Linked DNA regions of Sus scrofa: region 1 is linked to region 2. Evidence: chromatin contacts called from public Hi-C data. All regions are on one chromosome and are shown on one strand. Each heading gives the region's core, a stretch centred on a gene start, on an enhancer-like site or on the middle of the called end of the contact. The rest is flanking DNA. Distances are from core to core; before and after follow the strand shown. Region 1 overlaps RARB (retinoic acid receptor beta). Region 2 overlaps RARB (retinoic acid receptor beta).

Region 1 (4,847 bases), core at 2,176-4,675, 130 kb before region 2:
ATGCCAGAAGAAAGATATTCATTCACTGACTTAAACAATAGGACTACAAGTCTAAGGAGTAGGTTATGAGATGGTACTTGGTCCCATAGATACAGAAGCTGAGGCTCAGTATGTGGGGTCATGACAGCATCTTAGTGCCCCACGGGGATGAACAGGGCTATGAGTTGGGCATGACACAGCCATGTGGGGAAAGTAGCTCTGTGATGGTCTTTATTTTTTTATTTTTTGCCTTTTTGCTATTTCTTGGGCCGCCCCCGCGGCACATGGAGGTTCCCAGGCTAGGGGTTGAATCGGAGCTGTAGCCACAGGCCTATGCCAGAGCCACAGCAACTCGGGATCCGAGCCGCATCTGCAACCTACACCACAGCTCACGGCAACGCCGGATCATTAACCCACTGAGCAAGGGCAGGGACCGAACCCGCAACCTCATGGTTCCTAGTCGGATTCGTTAACCACTGCGCCACGACGGGAACTCCTCTGTGATGGTCTTTAAAGGCTGGGTCTTGGGGGAGGCAGACAGGAGGGAAAGAATATTCTTTTTTGTTGTTGTTCTTCCTGACCATACCCACAGTATATGTAATTTCCCTGGCCAGGGACTGAATCCGAGATACAGCTGCTACCTAGCCTGCGGGCTGCGGCAACACTGGATCCTTTAACCCACTGTACTGGGCCAGGGATAGAACTTGCACCTCCACAACAATCAGAGCCACCAAAATCAGAATCTTAACCCACTGCACCTCAGCGGAAGCTCTGGGCAGATCGTTCTTAAGGTGGGAGATACAAGGACCTCCTTCTAGGCATGACTGTCTCGGGTTTGTAGGATCAGAGGGTAGCTGATGTGACTAGAGGGAAAAGTGGAGGCTGGGGACAGGGGTGGGGGGCAGAGAAAAGACTGGATTGATATAAGGAAAGAGCAAGAAGGAGGGCTGCGCAGGGAGGCAGAGTGAGGAAAATGAGCAGGACCTGGTGATGGACGAGGATGGGGTGAGAAGGAGGCTCAGAGGCCCTGACCAGAGGTCACAGCAGTACTTGGACGGTGAGGGTGTCATAAAGAGAAGAAAACTACGGTTGCTGGTATGCAATAGGGATCTCGTTTTTGGCAGGGGAATGATAACTTCGTTTTTGGCAGGGAAACAATGAGTCTGGCATAAGGGGGGAGCGGTGAGTCACAAATCAGGCAGCCACCCCAGAGGCTGCTGGAGAGACAGTGCCTGGATCTGCCGAGAGGTCGGGGTGAAGTGAGAGGCTTAGGAGTAGAAACCTCCTAAGGAGTCGGGGTGAGCAGGCTGAGGTGAGAGGAGGGAGAACTGGTCTCCGGGCATTGCCTGGAGCTGGTGGGAAAGGGAAGAGGGTGCTGTGATGGGAGCAGAGGGCTAGTGGGCAGGAAAGCTGGGATGACAGAAGATCACAGAGAGGGAGTTCCCATCACGGCTCAGTGGTAACTAACCCCACTAGGATCCATGAAGATGCGGGTTTGATTCCTGGCCCTGCTCAGTGGGTTAAGGATCCGGCATTGCCTTGAGCTGTGGTGTAGGTCGCAAATGTGGCTTTGATCCCGCATTGCTGTGGCTGTGGTGTAGGCTGGTGGCTGCAGCTCTGATTAGACCCCTAGCCTGGGAACCTCCATAGGCCACAGATGAGGCCCTAAAAAGAAAAAAAAAAAAAAAAAAAGAAAAGAAAAGAAAAATCACAGAGAAGCCTGGCCAAGTGGAGCTGACAGTCAGAAAGAAGGTAGAGGGAGCAAAGTTCACGGGTCTGGTAACTGAGAAAGCGGTGAGTTTCAATAAAACATTTACAGCAGAGCAATGAGGATGGGAGTTGGGGCGGGGGGAGTGCTTTTAGGAGGAGGCCAGGGAAAGCCCTTCAAAAATCAACCTAGGAAATTAACTTGGGTCCAGGCACTTGCAACCTTATCTTTCCATAATCAAACCTATAAGAGACACCTGCAAAACCACCCATGTTCACTAGAGAATCCGAGATGGTTCATTTGTCAAGGGGCTGCCTGGAAGGTGACAATGGTCCATCTAAGCAGAGAACCAAAGCCACAGAGGGCTTTGTCGGACCACAGGCAGGGAGATGGGAGGGCGTTCCCCACAGAAGACAGGACAGGTCTGAAAGCCTGGCTGGATGCAACAGGGCTGCTTTGAAGTTTTGCAAAGAATAGGGCCAGGCCTCAGCTCTGGGTTCAGGCTGGACCCAGGTCACGTGGCCTGGGAATCTTGCCAAGAGGACTGGGGTTAGGTTTCCTGGGGTGGCAGTAGAGCCATATGATCAGGGTTGCCTTTCACAAGGGCAGCTCGGTTCATGGAGAAGTGACTGTGGGTGGAGAAAGGGCTCACTTAGCTGCTGAGAGTTCCCAGTGAGAGCAGAGGGCCTGTGGGAGGGACCCAGGGAGGGATACAGGGCACTGGGCTGTTTGAAGGGTCCAGGGGTGACAAGCTGGTTTCCAGGTGGCATGATAGGGAAGGAACAGAGCAGGTGGTGCAGGCTGTGTGCCCCCCACATGCACTGCCCGGGGTATATGGAGAGCAATTGGCTTTCTGGGGCTCGGGAGATGTGACTGGCTGAAGATGGGGCTTCAGGGACAGCCTGCTGATGGGAAGGGCAGCCATGGAGGTGATGGTTAACCCCTTCCCCTCTGGACTTGTTTCTTCCAGTTCTTTCTTTTTTTCAGGACCATAGCTGCAGCATATGGAAGTCGAACAGACTAGGAGTTGAATCAGAGCTGTAGCTGTGGCCTACACCACAGCCACAGCAACATGGGATATAAGCTGCGTCTGCGACCTACACACAGCTCACGGCCACCCCGGATCCTTAACCCACTGACTGAGGCCAGGGATTGAACCACATCTTCATGGATACTAGTTGGGTTCTTAACCTGCTGAGCCACCACAGGAATTGCTCTTCCAGTTCTTGACATCTAGGAATCAGCTTCATGTGAAGTAGATGCAGCAGTTGGAACTTGCTATCCTGCTGAGGGTTCCTGGGCTGTAACCAGCAGCTCTGCATGTCAGGCCCTGATTCAGCACTGGGGAGGCAGCAGGGAACTGTAGCGACATCCCTGCTTTCCTAGAAAGGACCGGGTAGGGTGCTGTACTACAGGGGCAAAGTGCACAGGAAGAACCAGCTTCAACTGCATTGCAGGGCCCCACCTGAACCCAGAGCACAACTGGTCGACCTTGGATGTCAGAAACTGTCTGTGAGAAAACACTGACTGCTCCTTGCCCTTGGCTTTGGAGTGCAAAGATGAGAGAAATACCAATTCTCACTCACAGTGTCCCCCTGTCACAGACCAGCTTCCCAATCTGGACCTTGACTCTTCAACAGGAAATATCAAGGCCAAGGGCAGCCCCATCCCTCCAGGGATGCACTGTGCCAAGTGCCCAACATCTATTATCTCATTTAATTCTCACAGTCACCCTAAAGGGAAGGGGGCAGGTACTAGTACTCCTCAATCTGCACTTGAGGAGGGAGGCTAAATGCCACACAGCTGTTATCAACAGGGCCAGATTTCAAACCCAATTTTAGCTCCAAACTCTATAGTGCTCATGGAAGAATTTTCAAATCAGTGTTCTTTCAAAAAAAAAAAAAAAAAAAAAAAGATTAGTGTTAATAGCCAGAATGTAATGGGGACTATATATTTAAGGAATTTTTCTACTTGACCTTGGCTGCCCTGAATGCCATCGAGGGGTTACTCACAGGCCACACGTGTGACTAAAGGAAAATGTTAAAAATGAAACAGCAGAACCAAGCCCCCGCCCGCCATCAATCTCAGTGTGTGAAGTGGTGGCCGGAATCTGGCCAACCTCACCTTCCCCAGTGAACAGTTTCTCAACACAAATAGATCAGCCCAAACTGCCTTTGTCTGGGAAGGACTGCTAAAATCCTGTTTAGTTCACAAAAATCCTCCTCCTGCCCTATAGAACTTTAATTCTCAGGTATTGATTTCTCCAGAGAGTCATCTGGAAAAGAAAACAAGCCCTCTTCACCGTCCCTTGCACAGCTCACAGCCACATAAACAGACAAGCGAGTTGCCGAGGCCAGGAAGCTTCAGCCGAGGAGTCAGAACAAATGCAACAAGTTCACGACATACCACATGCCATGCCTGCCAGCCCCGCGCAGCCCATGCCCCTCTGCCCTGTGTCCCCCTCCTCTAAACCCACGTCCACACCGCGCTCTCCTTTCCTTTTAATGAAAAGAACGTCTGCTGATGGCTTCCAGGGTGCAGGCAGCCTCAAGACCCAGGGGACAGAAGAAAGCAGGGCCTCAAACAGAAAGTGATGCAGGGTCCCAACCTCCCTGCGGCTATGGGTTCAGTCCCAATTCAGACCCGGGTGCAAAACCAGACAGCACTGGGTCTGCAGAGCCGATGGTTCACATTTAAGAAACATGGGAGGACACTCAAGGAAGTCGTGAGTCACCTACAATCAGTTCTTTTTTTTTCTTGGCCGCGCCCCATGGCGTGCAGTTCCTGGGCCAGGGATAGAACCTGCACCACAGCAGTGACAATGCCAGATCCTTAGCCAACTGAGCCACCAGGAAACTCCTGACTACAATCAATTCTATTATTTATTAATTATTATTATTATTATTCTTTTTTACAGCCATACCTGTGGCTTATGGAAGTTCCTGGGCTAGGAGTCAAATCGAAGCTGCAGCTGCCAGCCTATGCCTCAGCCACAGCAACACCAGATCTGAGCCATGTCTGCAACCTATGTCCACTGAGAGAGGCCGGGGACTGAATCCACATCTTCAGGGGACACCACGTAGGGTTCCTAACCCACTGAGCCATGACGGGAACTCTTCTGCAATCAGTTCTAAATGTGATCTTGAACTTAAAAATATGT
Region 2 (4,379 bases), core at 232-2,731:
CGAGTGCCTATCACGTGGAAAAAGAGCTCTCTGAATTTCCAGCAGGCATTTGGCAAGGTACTTTCAGGCACATCCTCAAAACAGGCAGCAAGAGGAAAAGAACGGTATTCAGGAGGTGTGATCATAAAAACACATGCGAAACCCGGCAGTCTTAATCTAAAAAGATGGAGCGTAAAGGAGAAAAGTGATCAAAACGAATGCTAACAAACGTAGTAAAATTAATGGGAATGGCAATTTACTTCCTCTGAGATGTGCTTCTAGCTACCTTTCCCTGCTTCCGATTCATAGGCATTAATTGTAATTTTTTGGTATTAAAATGGCAACTACAGTATTTTAGCTCCACAGCACCACTACTGTAATGTCTGGATAATTAAAATGCAAAGCAACAGAGAAGCGTTTCATCATTAAACTGTAACCAGCGCACTATGTGAAACCATCCATTCCAAAGACTTGTTTTTCATCAATTATTTGTTATTTATCTGAAGTAAATATAAGAAGGACTAATTAAAATGTATGCCTTTTTATACAGCTTCTTGTCATTAAAGCCAATGAAAGCATTCTGAGGACCATAATGAAATAATTATGTTTGCCTTTAAGAATTCTCTTCAATAACACATGGCAGTACTGAGCTAAATTAAAACATCAGGAACTAAATTTCGTTTGCCTCCATTTCCATTTTAGTTAATTATACCCCCAAGCTTTCCAATAGGCCAGACCCTAAAAAATCTTTTGAAGCTGAAACAGCCTTCCCATCATCAGCCTTTTTATAATCATGGACTTTGATGACAAGACAAAGGTACTCTAGCCCTGCAAGCTTTAATATTTTGGAGAAGAAGGTATTTATTATGGAGGTCTTCGTTTGCTCTGGAAACTAGAGAAATATTAGGATAAATGTGACCTGAATCTTCATTTTCAAGTGAATTGATGCACTCATCTGATCTTATCTGCATTATTTCTACCACAGTCTTCTGAATTCAGGTTTGTTTTTTTTTTTCTGATTTGATAAAAATCTAATCTGGGGCCAAGAGTAATTGATCACTATCAACAACAACGACACATTTCACTATGTCAGAATCGAATTAGGAGAATAACTCCTTCCATACTCAAACTTAAAAAAGAGCACTCCTAAGCAAAGAGTAGACTGAGAACCCATGCGCTTGAAAAAAATAAAATAGGACACTTTCCTTAGAATTTCTCCTTCTCCAAACCTCAAGTTGTGAAGGAAAAAGAAAAACATCTGAGTTTAAGAGAAAAGAAAGAAGAGGAGAGGAAAAACTGCCAGATGGTTTCAGGGCTGGCAGCAAATGCAGTGACTTGAACTTGCTGTCCGATGAAGCCGGTGAGGGTAGGCACCTGGGGTTTTAGGAAAGTAAATAGAAGTCCCAAGGGATTAACTCAGACAAGGTGAGTTCCCGCCCATTTTGTTCTATATGGAAAGCTGGCAGGCTCGCGGGTGATCCTATCTGGTGACGGCTGGAGAGACTGTCTTAGGAGACCTCAGAGGGAAACTGCTGACAGCTGGGAAACAAACGCCTAGTCCATGACAACCGAAAACTGCAGTAAGAATCTCAGCATCTGCATTTATTTAAATCACTCTTTCCCCTCAAGTTACTCTTTGTTCTGTTGAGAGACATCTCCTTTTGGGAATGAGGGACATTGTCACCCACAAATGTCCCTGTTAAAATTAGCTCCCCTCCCCACCCCCGCCCAACACTCCCTCGTTCACGGTTGGGGAGCCTGGAGGCTCCTGGAATCCGAGCGGCCTGACAGGAGGAAACACTTGGCCAGGCTGGGTCGTCTCCTGACGTCAGTTCCTGTTATCCTGCCTTAATGTGCTGGGGACCAAGAGTCTTATCTTAACGAGTGGCCCCTCTTTGAGCTTCCCACCCTGCAAGGCCAGAGAAAAGGCAAGTCAGCGGTTCCACTGCCTGCTTGAATTCCCTTCTAAGAAGCTCTGAAAGCTCAAAATAAATAATAGAACACCTGCAGACTCACCCTCTACTGCTTGCTAGGTGGAGAGGACTTTGGCAACTTTAGTTTTTAATTCGTTGAAAGGGGGGTTTAGGGGCTGGGATGGGACAGGAACCACGCTTCTTAATGATACCATAAGGAGGAAGGAAAGAGAAGCGTTCAGGGCAACACATTGAGTGATGAGGTGGTGTTATTAGATCTTACAGATGGGCAGGTTATCTCATCTCCTCTTTAACAAGAGGTGCTTAGGCCAAGCCACTTACAGACAGGATACTGATAAATCTGAAACCTGAGTTAACTCTCCTCTCTCCATCACCCCCAACTCCAACTTTTTCAGAAGAAGCTGGCCAAGAACAGACAGAGATTTGTTCACAGCCATTCAACGTATGATTCTAGCCCCTCCCCCACTCCCAGGATACACACATTTTCTCTGGCATCAGAACCACGGTCAGAATACTTAAATCCATTTTGCAAGGGATGCCTTCCTTCTATTCACACGTCTCCACTTTGCCACAAAAGGGATTCATGTTCAGGAGGACGACTCAAAAGCATAAGATGAACTTCAAATCATAATGGAAAAATTAAGCCATAAGTGCTCTCATTTATATTAACCATAGCAACCAAAAACTTTCTGTGCCACTCCTGGGTTCAAGGGGCAGCCTAGGAGATGTCATAATATCGAAATATCTGGCATATTTCAATGACTTATGTGGGAACCATGGCAGTATATCTGAAAGTGGGTTGTTCGAGACAATCTGAGATGTATAATTGCCTTAACTACCTTGTCATTTGGAAGGCAAGAGTCTATGGTAATATCTTTTGGAGAGGTTTTTAGCCAAGATTTTTTTGATTAACCTTCATCAAAAAACTCCCATTTCTGAAATAATCTATTTTAATTGAGAGTTAACTGAATTTATATTAGAACATTTAAAGTATAAAAATGTCATGTAAGGATAAATTTACTGGCACTTACATGTAACTCAAACTCTATAGAAGATTAATTTTAAGATGTACTAAAATGAACACAGCATTTATTGTTTAGTAAGTCCCATTCGACTCGAGGAGTTTTCTGTTTTGCATGCTGGAGTTACATCTTTGTCTTCCTCCCAGAGAGTGACTTTCTAATTTAAAAATTCCTGGCCTTTAAATTTTTAAATTTTATTTTAAAGATTATAAATTCCTTGAGAGCAGAATTTATAACCTTTTATCATTTCTTGTGTGTTTCCCTTCTGAGATTGTCCATCAACCACATTCCATAAGAATGTATGAAGGAGAAAACAGTAAGGTTTTCTTTCCTTTTTAGCCATCTCAGGAGCTTAACATGTCGAAGGTAAATTATAAACACCTGATTTCTTTTATGCTTTCAAGAAAAGTTCATGACAATACCGACTGGTTAAATGCGGTCAAGGCAGGCTTCCAAAAATGAGAAGAAAACTTCTGGTTTAGGTCAGTTCATTTATCTACTGAGGGTTTTTTGCGTTTGGTCTGGGAAATCAAATGCTAACTGGGTGCCTTCACACCCATTTTGCAGCCCAAGTTTGAGGGGTAGACGTCTACCTCTTCTAGCATTTTGAGCTACTTTTTGAAATCTACCCCTTCCTGGCAATAAAACTTAAATGTATGCATTATTGCTGCTAAATTGCCCATCAGGAGCAATATATCTGGATACCGACGAGACTTCAGTATTTCTTTTGAAGGAAAACTTTATGAATCTTCCACTCGTTTTCAAGCGGCCTTGTCCTGCACTCTCTGGGATTTAAGCAGAATTTCCTTTCCTTCTCTTCTTTCTGAGGGTGTTAGTTACCACTGTCATGTGGCCGAGGAGCAGAAAATTATGTCCTACTTTAGAAAAACAATTGAGCCTTTTCACCGAAATATTTATTCAAAACCCCATTCAATTCGTACGGTGGCTGTCAGCCTTTATTTAGTCTCTCTTTCAGAGGGTATCTTTGATTTTGCCACTTTGACCCCAATTTATATCTCACTAGGAGAGGATTTAGATACTGTTTAATACTTAAAGTTCAGGTCCTAGCACTTTGGGAAGGGGATTTTTTTTCCTTCCTTAACCGTACATCGATTTTTTTTTTTTTTTAAGATTATTTCTCATTAAAAAGGCCGATTTTTTTCCCTTTTTCCTTTTGATGTGTTGAGTAGGGAGAAGACAGGGAAAAAGGCCAAGAAGTTGTCACCCTCATGATTTTACCAAAAGCAACTACTATATTTAGATCACAAATATTAGGATTTATCCTATGCCCACTGAGCAATTAATGCTGAAAACATCTGGAGCGGCCTAAACCCAAGATAATCCAGGAGGCATCTGAATAGAAACTTAGTGACTCCGACACCTCCAGGGGCAGTTTTAAATCGTATTATTTATACCACATTCCCTTAGTAACCTGCTACTTCGA

Evidence for each region. A called contact is a pair of places that touch in the nucleus more often than the background predicts.
Region 1: a contact with region 2 is called in a Hi-C map of fetal heart ventricle, with 2.7 times the contacts expected there. The contact joins two enhancer-like sites. A contact is called at or near these places in 5 of 47 Hi-C or Micro-C datasets (embryonic fibroblasts, fetal heart ventricle, fetal skeletal muscle and 2 more) and 1 of 2 datasets of contacts at active chromatin or transcription factors (skeletal muscle).

Annotation. Positions count from the first base shown.
Region 1 is chr13:12,475,484-12,480,330 of Sscrofa11.1, reverse strand. All of the region lies in intron 3 of RARB (retinoic acid receptor beta), which reads right to left. Among named protein-coding and RNA genes, the nearest start is that of TOP2B, 97 kb to the left of the region's middle. Within about 2 kb of position 3,425, at least 8 of the 83 cell types and tissues checked have an H3K27ac peak or open chromatin away from gene starts, as enhancers often do.
Region 2 is chr13:12,339,748-12,344,126 of Sscrofa11.1, reverse strand. The region is part of intron 1 of RARB (retinoic acid receptor beta); the gene reads right to left. Among named protein-coding and RNA genes, the nearest start is that of RARB, 5.6 kb to the right of the region's middle. Within about 2 kb of position 1,481, at least 20 of the 83 cell types and tissues checked have an H3K27ac peak or open chromatin away from gene starts, as enhancers often do.